2 separate regions of the Rattus norvegicus genome follow, and region 2 is linked to region 1. Evidence: chromatin contacts called from public Hi-C data. All regions are on one chromosome and are shown on one strand. Each heading gives the region's core, a stretch centred on a gene start, on an enhancer-like site or on the middle of the called end of the contact. The rest is flanking DNA. Distances are from core to core; before and after follow the strand shown.

Evidence for each region. Hi-C and Micro-C count contacts between places; a contact is called where the count stands out from the background.
Region 2: a contact with region 1 is called in a Hi-C map of hepatocytes, with 1.7 times the contacts expected there. The contact joins the promoter of Hao2 here to the promoter of Hsd3b5 in region 1. A contact is called at or near these places in 2 of 12 Hi-C or Micro-C datasets (hepatocytes and liver).

What each region holds. Positions count from the first base shown.
Region 1 is chr2:188,715,113-188,719,797 of GRCr8, forward strand. It overlaps Hsd3b5 (hydroxy-delta-5-steroid dehydrogenase, 3 beta- and steroid delta-isomerase 5), which reads right to left and starts at 1,906. Exons shown (of 4, transcript NM_012584.2): 1 at 1,873-1,906.
Region 2 is chr2:188,911,824-188,916,355 of GRCr8, forward strand. Hao2 (hydroxyacid oxidase 2) reads right to left here and starts at 1,310. Exons shown (of 9, transcript NM_032082.2): 1 at 1,223-1,310. The region is part of intron 3 of LOC120100894 (a long non-coding RNA gene); the gene reads left to right.

The DNA.
Region 1 (4,685 bases), core at 656-3,155:
CATTCTGTCACATCTTTCTCTGATTCATCACTTTGTGTCCTTTTAATTAGTCACTTTCAAATATGGGTGCTTCCTTCTACAAACTAACTTTACCTTCATTGTTTTGGATTAAAGATGTATACTAAGCCCATATCTGTATTCTAGCCAGAAGGATTAAAGGTTTGTACTAAAGGCCGGGTGACACCGTCATTGCAGGCATGGTCCAGGAGGGACTAACTACTGTTTGAATAGTCAACTTGGCATCTTTTACATAATGCTAGTTTTCAGGCTTACACAATATAAGAGTTTCTGGGATCATGTAAGCTTTTATCTACATTTTAAAGAAAGACTGAGCTCAAGAGTAAAGTGTAGTTAAGGTTGGATTCCCTTTGGGAAACCCTGTGAGACTGATGCATAAGGCTATGATGGTGAAACATGGCCTGCAGTATACAGCCTAAAATGTAAGAAGTGTGTAAATATGGAGCAACTATAGAGAGATACCTAGCCAACAAGTGGAACCAGCTGGTCTGAGAGACCATGTGTGCTACCAATAGCAAAGCCGTAGAGCTAGGACTGCCCACCCCTGTTGGAACACACTGGACATGGAGGACAAAAATCTCTTTATGGACATTGACTCTTTCCTTCTTACCCTCTGCAAGTTCATGCCATACTCACTTTGGACAGACACACTTTAGGTATGAGCACAAGTTTTTGGTGTTAGGTCCTCAGGTACTCTACTGAAGTCTAGATAGACTTGTGGGATAATCAATAGGTTAGTGAACAACCACATTCAACTGTGAGAGGCGACCTGGATTAACCAGGATTTAACTCTCTTCAGACAGCTGGAGATTTTCTGCTAAGGGTAGCTCTAAGCAAGTCCAAGTGGTTGAAGATTTCTTCCTCTAGGGAATGGAATGTACTGTAGGAAGGGCTAGTCCTGAGGAAACCATGATGTAGATGGTTTGTTTTCAAGTGATGGTGAAGGATGCTTCTCTTCCTTACTGCTTCCCTTCCTCTTTCCCTTCCCCTAGCCAGTTTTCTTATTTATAGTATATTGATGGATTTTTCTACCATAGAGGCCCAGTGGATTTCTGTTTCCCAATTCTCATCATGATTATACAAATTGCTCCTTTTAAATTCTTGCATGAAATACTGTAAATTCACATGTATATTTGTATAAAGTATTCTGCCTCTTGCCTCATCTTTCCTCCTTCTGCCAGCTATTTGATAAAATCTGCTTATGCTGTACATGCATTTTCTGTCTACTCACTCTGAGTCACCTGCCTGGGCAAACACTGTTGATATAGAGGTTACGTATGACTTATCTTCACACAGAAATATGGGAAATGACACTCAACACATTTATAAGGGCAGTGCTCTTAGTCATGGATAAAGATATGGAGAGTTGAAGTGCGCAGCCTTGTATAGCAAGTGAGTATAGAGTGGAGATGTATGCATTAACAGAAGACACATCCTGTTACTGCTTCTAGTGGTAAATTCACACTCTTTACACATATTGAGAGCCAAATCTGAGATCCAGACCACTTCTCTTATCTCAGTCTCAAGCCTGTTTATCTCAAATATCCTTTTAGACCCTTTCCTCAGAAATATTGACCCTCCTTCACCCTTGTGATAGGGAGACAAGGCACAGAAAAGAGTTAAGGTTATTCAGTACATTTTTGTCCTTGACAGCCACTAAACAACCATTGCGAACAGAAGTTACTATTGCTTCTTTCTTGGTAGAAATCTATTCTACTGTGGGAATGACCACAGGAAGCTCATCCAAGGAAGTAGAAACCTCCCTACCACTCAGAGTATTCCTTATTCTGTATTGCTGATACAAAACAGCACAGTCAAAGCAACTTATAAAAGAAAGCATTTAATTGGACTTACGTTTTGTTTCCAAGGGTTGGAGACCCTGAAGGCAGGCACAGCTCCCTTCCTGATCTGGCAGCAGAGTACAGAGGGCAGTAGGATTGCTTGCAAGACTCAAAGTTCACCTTCAGTGATGTACTTCTCCAACAAGGCCATACCTCCTAAGGCTTCTGCAACATTTCCGCCAATAGGGACCACGGGTTTAAACATGTGAACATATGTGGGAGTTTGTGTCTAAACACCATGAACCTCTGGAGCTCCAGCAGGACAGCTTCAGCAGGGCCTCCTTAGTTATCTACTGGATGCATTAAGAGCCTTACAAAGGTTACTTTTGCTTACTCTCCCACTTGGGCTTCTCTAGTCTTATCTGCTAGGTAGGATAAGTCCCTAATTTGATGATGTTATTTGCTGATTCATTTTCTCTCTCTCTCTCTCTCTCTCTCTCTCTCTCTCTCTCTCTCTCTCGTTTTTCATGTGTAATTTTGGTTTTGCTAGCTATGTAGTTAATAAAAACTAGTCATTCAATACTGAAATTATGAATTCAATGGATCATTCCTCTATAGGGAACATGATTGATGTAGCTGTCAAATCAACAAGATGCTATTTTTGTTTTGAAGGCATCATTACGATATAAAGAGGGGTGTGTGTCTTAGTCAGTGTTTCTATTCCTGCACATACATCATGACCAAGAAACAAGTTGGGAGGAAAGGGTTTATTCAGCTTACACTTCCACATTGCTGTTCATCACCAAAGGAAGTCAGGACTGGAACTCAAGCAGGTCAGGAAGCAGGAGCTGATACAGAGGCCACGGAGGGATGTTTCTTACTGGCTTAGTTATCTTTCTTACGTTCTTACCCAGAAGTGGCAGCTCAGGGATGGTACCACCCACAATGTGCCCTTCCACCCTTGATCAAAAATTGAGAAAATGCCTTACAACTGGATCTCATGTAGGCGTTTCCTCAAGAGAGGCTCCTTTCTCTGTGATAACTCCAGCTTGTGTCAAGTTGATACACAAAACCAGTCAGTACAGGTGCGGGGGAGTTAGAGAAAGGAGTTCATTTGGTCATTGCACCCCCACCCCCTTTTGGCTGACTTGGGAACCTGACATGTGAGTTGGGATGATGGTAACCTCTTCCCATATAAACCTGGTCACTCATTCTGTGTGTGTAGAACAACAGGGGAGCAAATGCCTTGTGTATTCAGACCTCCAATAAAGTATTAACATGTAAAGGTTTTCTGTCCCTTTGTATTTTCTCTTCTTCTTCTTGTTTCTGATTGCAAAGAAAGCTCACTGTTCATGTTTGTTGGGAGTAACTTAATTTTAGCTGACTCTAACTCAATGTGGCATTTTGTAATTCTGAGATTGTTGGAAAAGAAATCAATGTATGAAAAAATGTTTAATGAAATCTAACCAACGAGAGGTTTGCCTAAGGAATTGTAATAGGCAAAACCTCTTACAGTTTAACAACTTTATTGGCAGATAATCTTAATTTGTTATACTATGTCACACATGCACTTGGACTCAATTTTTTATAAATATTTTATTGATTCTCTTACAATTTCATAGTATAGATTTTGATTGCATTCACTTGCATTTCACTCTCTTTAAATCCTCCCAGTTCCATCTCCATTAAACTTAAACAAAAAAAGAAGTGTTTGCTGGTAAGTAGATAGAGCTAAGAAAATCATCCCAAGTGAGGTAATCGAGACCCCAACAAACTAATACAGTATGCATTCGCTTATATGTTAGCTGTTATGTCTTTGATGAGCAAGCTACTATCCTTATAGCTACAGAGGCTAGGTATAGATAAGGAACTAGCAGAGGGGGAAGGAACTTTTTGAGAGTGGGAAATAAAATAAATATATATGGTGAAATTGGGAAGGGAGGAATGGAAAGATCTAACGAGGAAGGCGAAAGGGAAGGGAGGAATACTGGAGGGACAGCTAAAACTTTTGCCATTTGAGGGATTTCATGGACACTTAGTATAGTGGAAGCTTTTAAGATATAAGTACATTCATACATGTATGGTATGAAATAAATCTAAATTTAAATGATCAATTACAGAGAGACGAATCCCCAATTAGATGCCTCTTACCAACAAGTGAAACTGCCAGTGCCGGGGATGTATTATTTCTAGTTAAGTTGTTGGACACAGGGGCACCATGGAAAACCCCAAATAACCCAACCATTTTCAAGGTTATTGATTGCTAGCTTCAATCTGATGGTCAGGCTCTAAGGCTAAAGATAACACCTACTTTACTCACTGAACATGGAGAAGTTGAGCTGGTTCCTACCTAGAGCTTTTCACCCCTACTGAATACTAGTGCTCCTGGTATTGGAAGATATTCTGTCTACCACCAGAGGAGACAGGTAAATCCCTGCTACAGCTACAGTATCGGCAATCAACCATGGTGACTTGTCTGCAAAGATAACCTGGTGTGACAGTGGTACAAAAGTTGTGGTAGCAACGAAGCACTCTGGTTGTAGTTAAGGTCTATTCTCTGAGATACAACCCATGCCGGACACTTCTCCGTGGCCAAGAATCACAATAGATTTTCCCAGAGACCTAGAGGAAACTAAATACTATAGTTCTGCTACAGGTATGTAGCAATAAAATGATGTATTATGATATCTAAAATGCTCGCCGGTTAGCACCTTGCTCAGCTGTCATCAGAGAAGCTTCCCCCGCAGCAGCGACACACAGCTGGACACTGAGCAGAGATCAGAGAACTTGAACACTCAACCTTAAATGGGTTGTGGTCATCAAATCTCTGCAGAAAAGGAAGCAGAAATACTGTGAGAGCCAGAGGGGATGGAGGACACTAAGGAA
Region 2 (4,532 bases), core at 60-2,559, 200 kb after region 1:
GAATGGATTTAAAAATTGTGGTACATCTACACAATGGAGTACTACTCAGCCATCAAAAACAACGACTTTATGAAATTCATAGGCAAATGGATGGAACTGGAAAATATCATCCTGAATGAGGTAACTCAATCACAGAAAAACACACATGGTATGCACTCATTGATAAGTGGATGTTAGCCCAAATGCTCCAATTACCCTAGATTCACAGAACACATGAAACTCAAGAAGGATGACCAAAATGCAGATGCTTCACTCCTTCTTTAAAAGGGGAATAAGAATACCCTTGGGAGGTGATAGGGAGGCAAAGTTTAGAACAGAGACTGAAGGAACACCCATTCAGAGCCTGCCCCACATGTGACCCATACATATACAGCTACCAAACTAGATAAGATAGATGAAGCAAAGAAGTGCAAGAACCGGATGTAGATCTCTCCTGAGAGGCACAGCCAGAATACGGCAAATATTGGACCCCCGTTGAAGGAATCAGAGAAAGGACTGAAAGAGCTGAAGGGGCTTGAGACCTCATATGTACAACAATGCCAAGCAACCAGAGCTTCCAGGTACTAAGCCACTACCCAAAGACTATACATGGACTGACCCTGGACTCTGACCTCATAGGTAGCAATGAATATCCTAGTAAGAGCACCAGTGGAAGGGGAAGCCCTGGGTCCTGCCAAGGCAGGACTGCCAGTGAATGAGATTTTTGGGGAGAGGGCAGTAATTGGGGGAGGATGGGGAGGGGAACACCAATATAGAAGGGGAAGGGCAGGGGTTGGGGGATGTTGGCCTGGAAACCCGGAAAGGGAATAACATTTGAAATGTAAATAAGAAATACCCAATTTAATAAAGATGGAAAAAAAGAAATTCAAAAAAGTGGTAGACAGCATTCTTAGTATAGCCAATGCTCCATATAACAAGCACATTTAAGGGCAGGAACCTTTTTAAAGAACATATTTTGGCTAATTTTCGCCTATGGATGCACACACCTTCTGCCATTTCCAGGTTTAAATTCACTACACTGAACCTTTTCTGCCTGCAGACTTTGATACTACAGCTTCCTTGGGTAGTGCCTGAATGTCCCGTTTCCCCCTCTCCTGCACCCCGTCCACCTATTTCCATGTAACTTTCTTTGCCAAGCTCTCATTATGCCTACCCCAACCTCACCTACTATTTCATCTTCTCCCCCAAGTTCCAAGCATATAGAAGATACCCCAAGACAAACCTGACTCTAAGGTCTTCCAATGACCAGTAATAGCTGTAGGTAGAGGCAGCAATGCAAAGCCCGCTACAGTGGTTCATTGCCCAGCTCTGAGGTAAAATATATTCAAGGATAAACACTAACCTTTTGGTTAACCAGTTATCAGGGAAGTAATAAATAACCAGTCCAGATTGAAGTTAGCCTTGACATAAGCTTGAATGACTTTGTAATGTTTGTTCCCCAAACTCGTTGTTTAAAAGATACAAAAAAAATCCCGAGATTTGCCCTGATTAAAGTTCAAAATATAAAGTAGTTGTTTATTAGCTTTTCAGCCGCCTGTTCATAAGAATGGTTAACGGAAAGATATGAGTGATTTCAGGTGGAGAGTTAAAAAATATCCTGCAGTGGAAAAAGGAGCCTTTGCCCAGAGTGTGGTAACCGGAGAAAGCAGATTAGAGCTTGAAAGCCATGGGCAGGAAGATAGTGAGGATCCAGGACAGGGCTGCAGAAGAATGGTGTGGTGCCCTACATACTGAAATAGACGACCAAATTAACGCAGGAGACAAACATTTATGTCTCTGAGGACAACATGATTCAGTTAAATAGGATGACTGCAAGATGAAATGAAACTGTATTTGGGGGTGCAGGGGGGGAACTGATTCCCTCAGGACAGTCTTGTAGGGTTGATTCACTCAAGCTGACTAATTTATTAATTGTCAGACCCCCTTCTCTTTTTCTACCCAGCTCTTATCAGAAGTTTTTGCGTTACAACAGCATGTAACTTTTTAAGTGGTTACAACACAGCAGACACATTCTAGAAGATATTTTGATTGCTTCCCAGACACATGGTTAGACATTTCCCCCATTTTTCAGAACAATGAATGGGGTTAATTAACCTGCTCAAAGCCATTACCACTGTGAAGGTTAATCTTGACTGTCAACTTGATGGGATTTAGGCTCACCTGGGCAATGCCTTTCTGGGTGTGTTTGGGTATGAGTATGGGTGTTTCTATAGTCTGAGTGAGCTGAACAGAATCTGGCCAGAATGTTGTGGGGCACCATCCCACAGGCTGTAACCCCAGACTTAGTTTAAAAAAAAGGAAAAAAAAGTTGATGTCGTGGTTCATGGGTGCAATTTAGTCATTCTGATGGCCAAGATAAGTAGATTGTCAGAAGTTCAAGGCTAGCCTAAATTACATGGTGAGATTGAGACTGTATGAACTACAGCGTAAAGCCCTGTTCAAACAAAGCAAAGCCAAGCAAAACAGTGCAAAACAGAACGAAACCAGACTGAACAAGCAAAACAGAAGAGAAATAGGAGAGCAGGAACATCCACCATTTTGTTTCCTGATCATGGATACGACGTGATCACCCTTTGCTGCCTATAGTGGACTATCCTGACTCCCTTTAAACAGAGAGCACAAATAAATTCTCTCTTCTTTAAATTGCATTCCTGGGGCACTTAGTCATAGTGATGAAAAAACAAGATGAACACTAACACTAATAAGCACCATTAAGATCTAAACCTAACTTGACCTTAATACTGCTGTGGGAAGAGTGCCAATTCAGGTGGAAGTCTACCGTTGACTGGATAGCCTTCTGGAGCTCAGCATGGAATGGCTGACTCCCTTCATTACCAGAGTTTCTCCTTCTCCGACCTTGTCTGGGGAATTCTAAGCTGCCACACTTGCCTTTGAAGAATGTCACATAGCCTTAATTAGTTTATAGAATCAATTTCCTTTCTTCTGACAGAACCTGTTCAGCCAGCTCCTGAGATTCCTGAGGTGCTTCCTCATGCTAATGAGGCATTCCCAGGACCCTAAGGTCTCCAGTCAATGATCTTTGCCCATCCTGCATGTCCCTGCCCTCAGACTCCCAAATTTTATAAGCCTTTAAGCACCCTAAGCAAGCTTGACCTGCCCACTGACTGTGGATCCTGGTGTGATATAGTCACCATCTGTCCTCACAGAGAATCTAAACCCTGGCTTGACACCACTGCCCTTGTGGATTGTATTGGCCATGAGCACAGGAAGACCCACTGACTGCCATTGCAGAACTTCAATATCTTCTAATGGTCGTGGGAGTGAGACCTGATCTTCTTCCAGAATCTGCAGTGCCAGTGAAGAAGAAGTTTTCCTTTCTGTTGCCCAAACTTTCCCTATTTTATCTGCTTGGAGTTGGGGTGGGGGTGGGGTGGGGGGCGGGAGGATGACCACTAGATGGCAATACTATCTCAAAAATGCTTTCAAAATCGCCTGCAGTTAATGTGGAAATTTCTTTGGCACAGTGGTTTTCACCCCTTTGTATTTAGCCCTGGAGTACACGTATACCTGTGGTCAACTCTAACAACAGCTGGACAGCATACAGTGTTTTAATTGACATTTTCCATTACACCATGAAGTAGATGAGGCTTTAGTTTCTATCTATGTTACTTAATTTTATTTGTTTGTTTGAGACAGGGTTTCTCTGTGTATCCTTGGCTATCCTGGAACTAACTTTGTATACCAGGCTGGCCTCAAACTCACAGAGACCCACCTTCTTCTGCCTCCTGAGTGCTGGAATTAAAGGCATGCACCACCACTGCCATACTTATTAACCACTGCACATCGCTTATGTCTTCACATCTCTCAAACCACCATGAGAAGTGTCCAGTTTTCTGTTGGCTATGGGGAGGAAAGTGTTTGTTCTAGTATACTGAGTCATAATCTATTGTTGAGGGAAGCTAAGGTAGGAGCCTGGAGGCCAGAACTGAAGCAGAAACTGAGGAGAAGTGCTCTTATTGGCTTGCTCCTCGTGGCTTCCTCAGACTGTTTTATTTTTGTTATTTTTTTGCATAGCACAGGACCACCAGTCCTGGGTGACTACCAGTAGGTTGAGTCTTCCTACCTCAGTCATTAAGAAAATGTCCACAGAGTCTTGCCTAGAGACCAGCATGATGGAGACATTTTCTCAACTGAAGTTCTCTCTTTTTAAATGACTCTAGCTTGTATCCAGTTGAAGAAAATCTCACCAGCACAAGAAGCAATGAGTTGATATAGGTGAGCGCTAGTAGCAGAGAAGAGAAAGATCTCATAGGAGACTCAAATTTGAGCTATGTATCATCCTAGATCCTTTTTGAATTGGGTTGTTGAGCTGAGCTAAGGAAGATCCCTCTTCATAGATGGAACGTTTTATATAAGTATCCAATACCCTCACCTAAGGGAGTTACTCTCAATGGATAGGAGATATAAGATCACAGACAGGACCAGCTGAGATGAAAGTTGGACAGCATCTCTTCATTTTAGAGAATTGGTTCATTGTGAGACAGACCAGTCTCGGACTCCTCTGGGTTCTA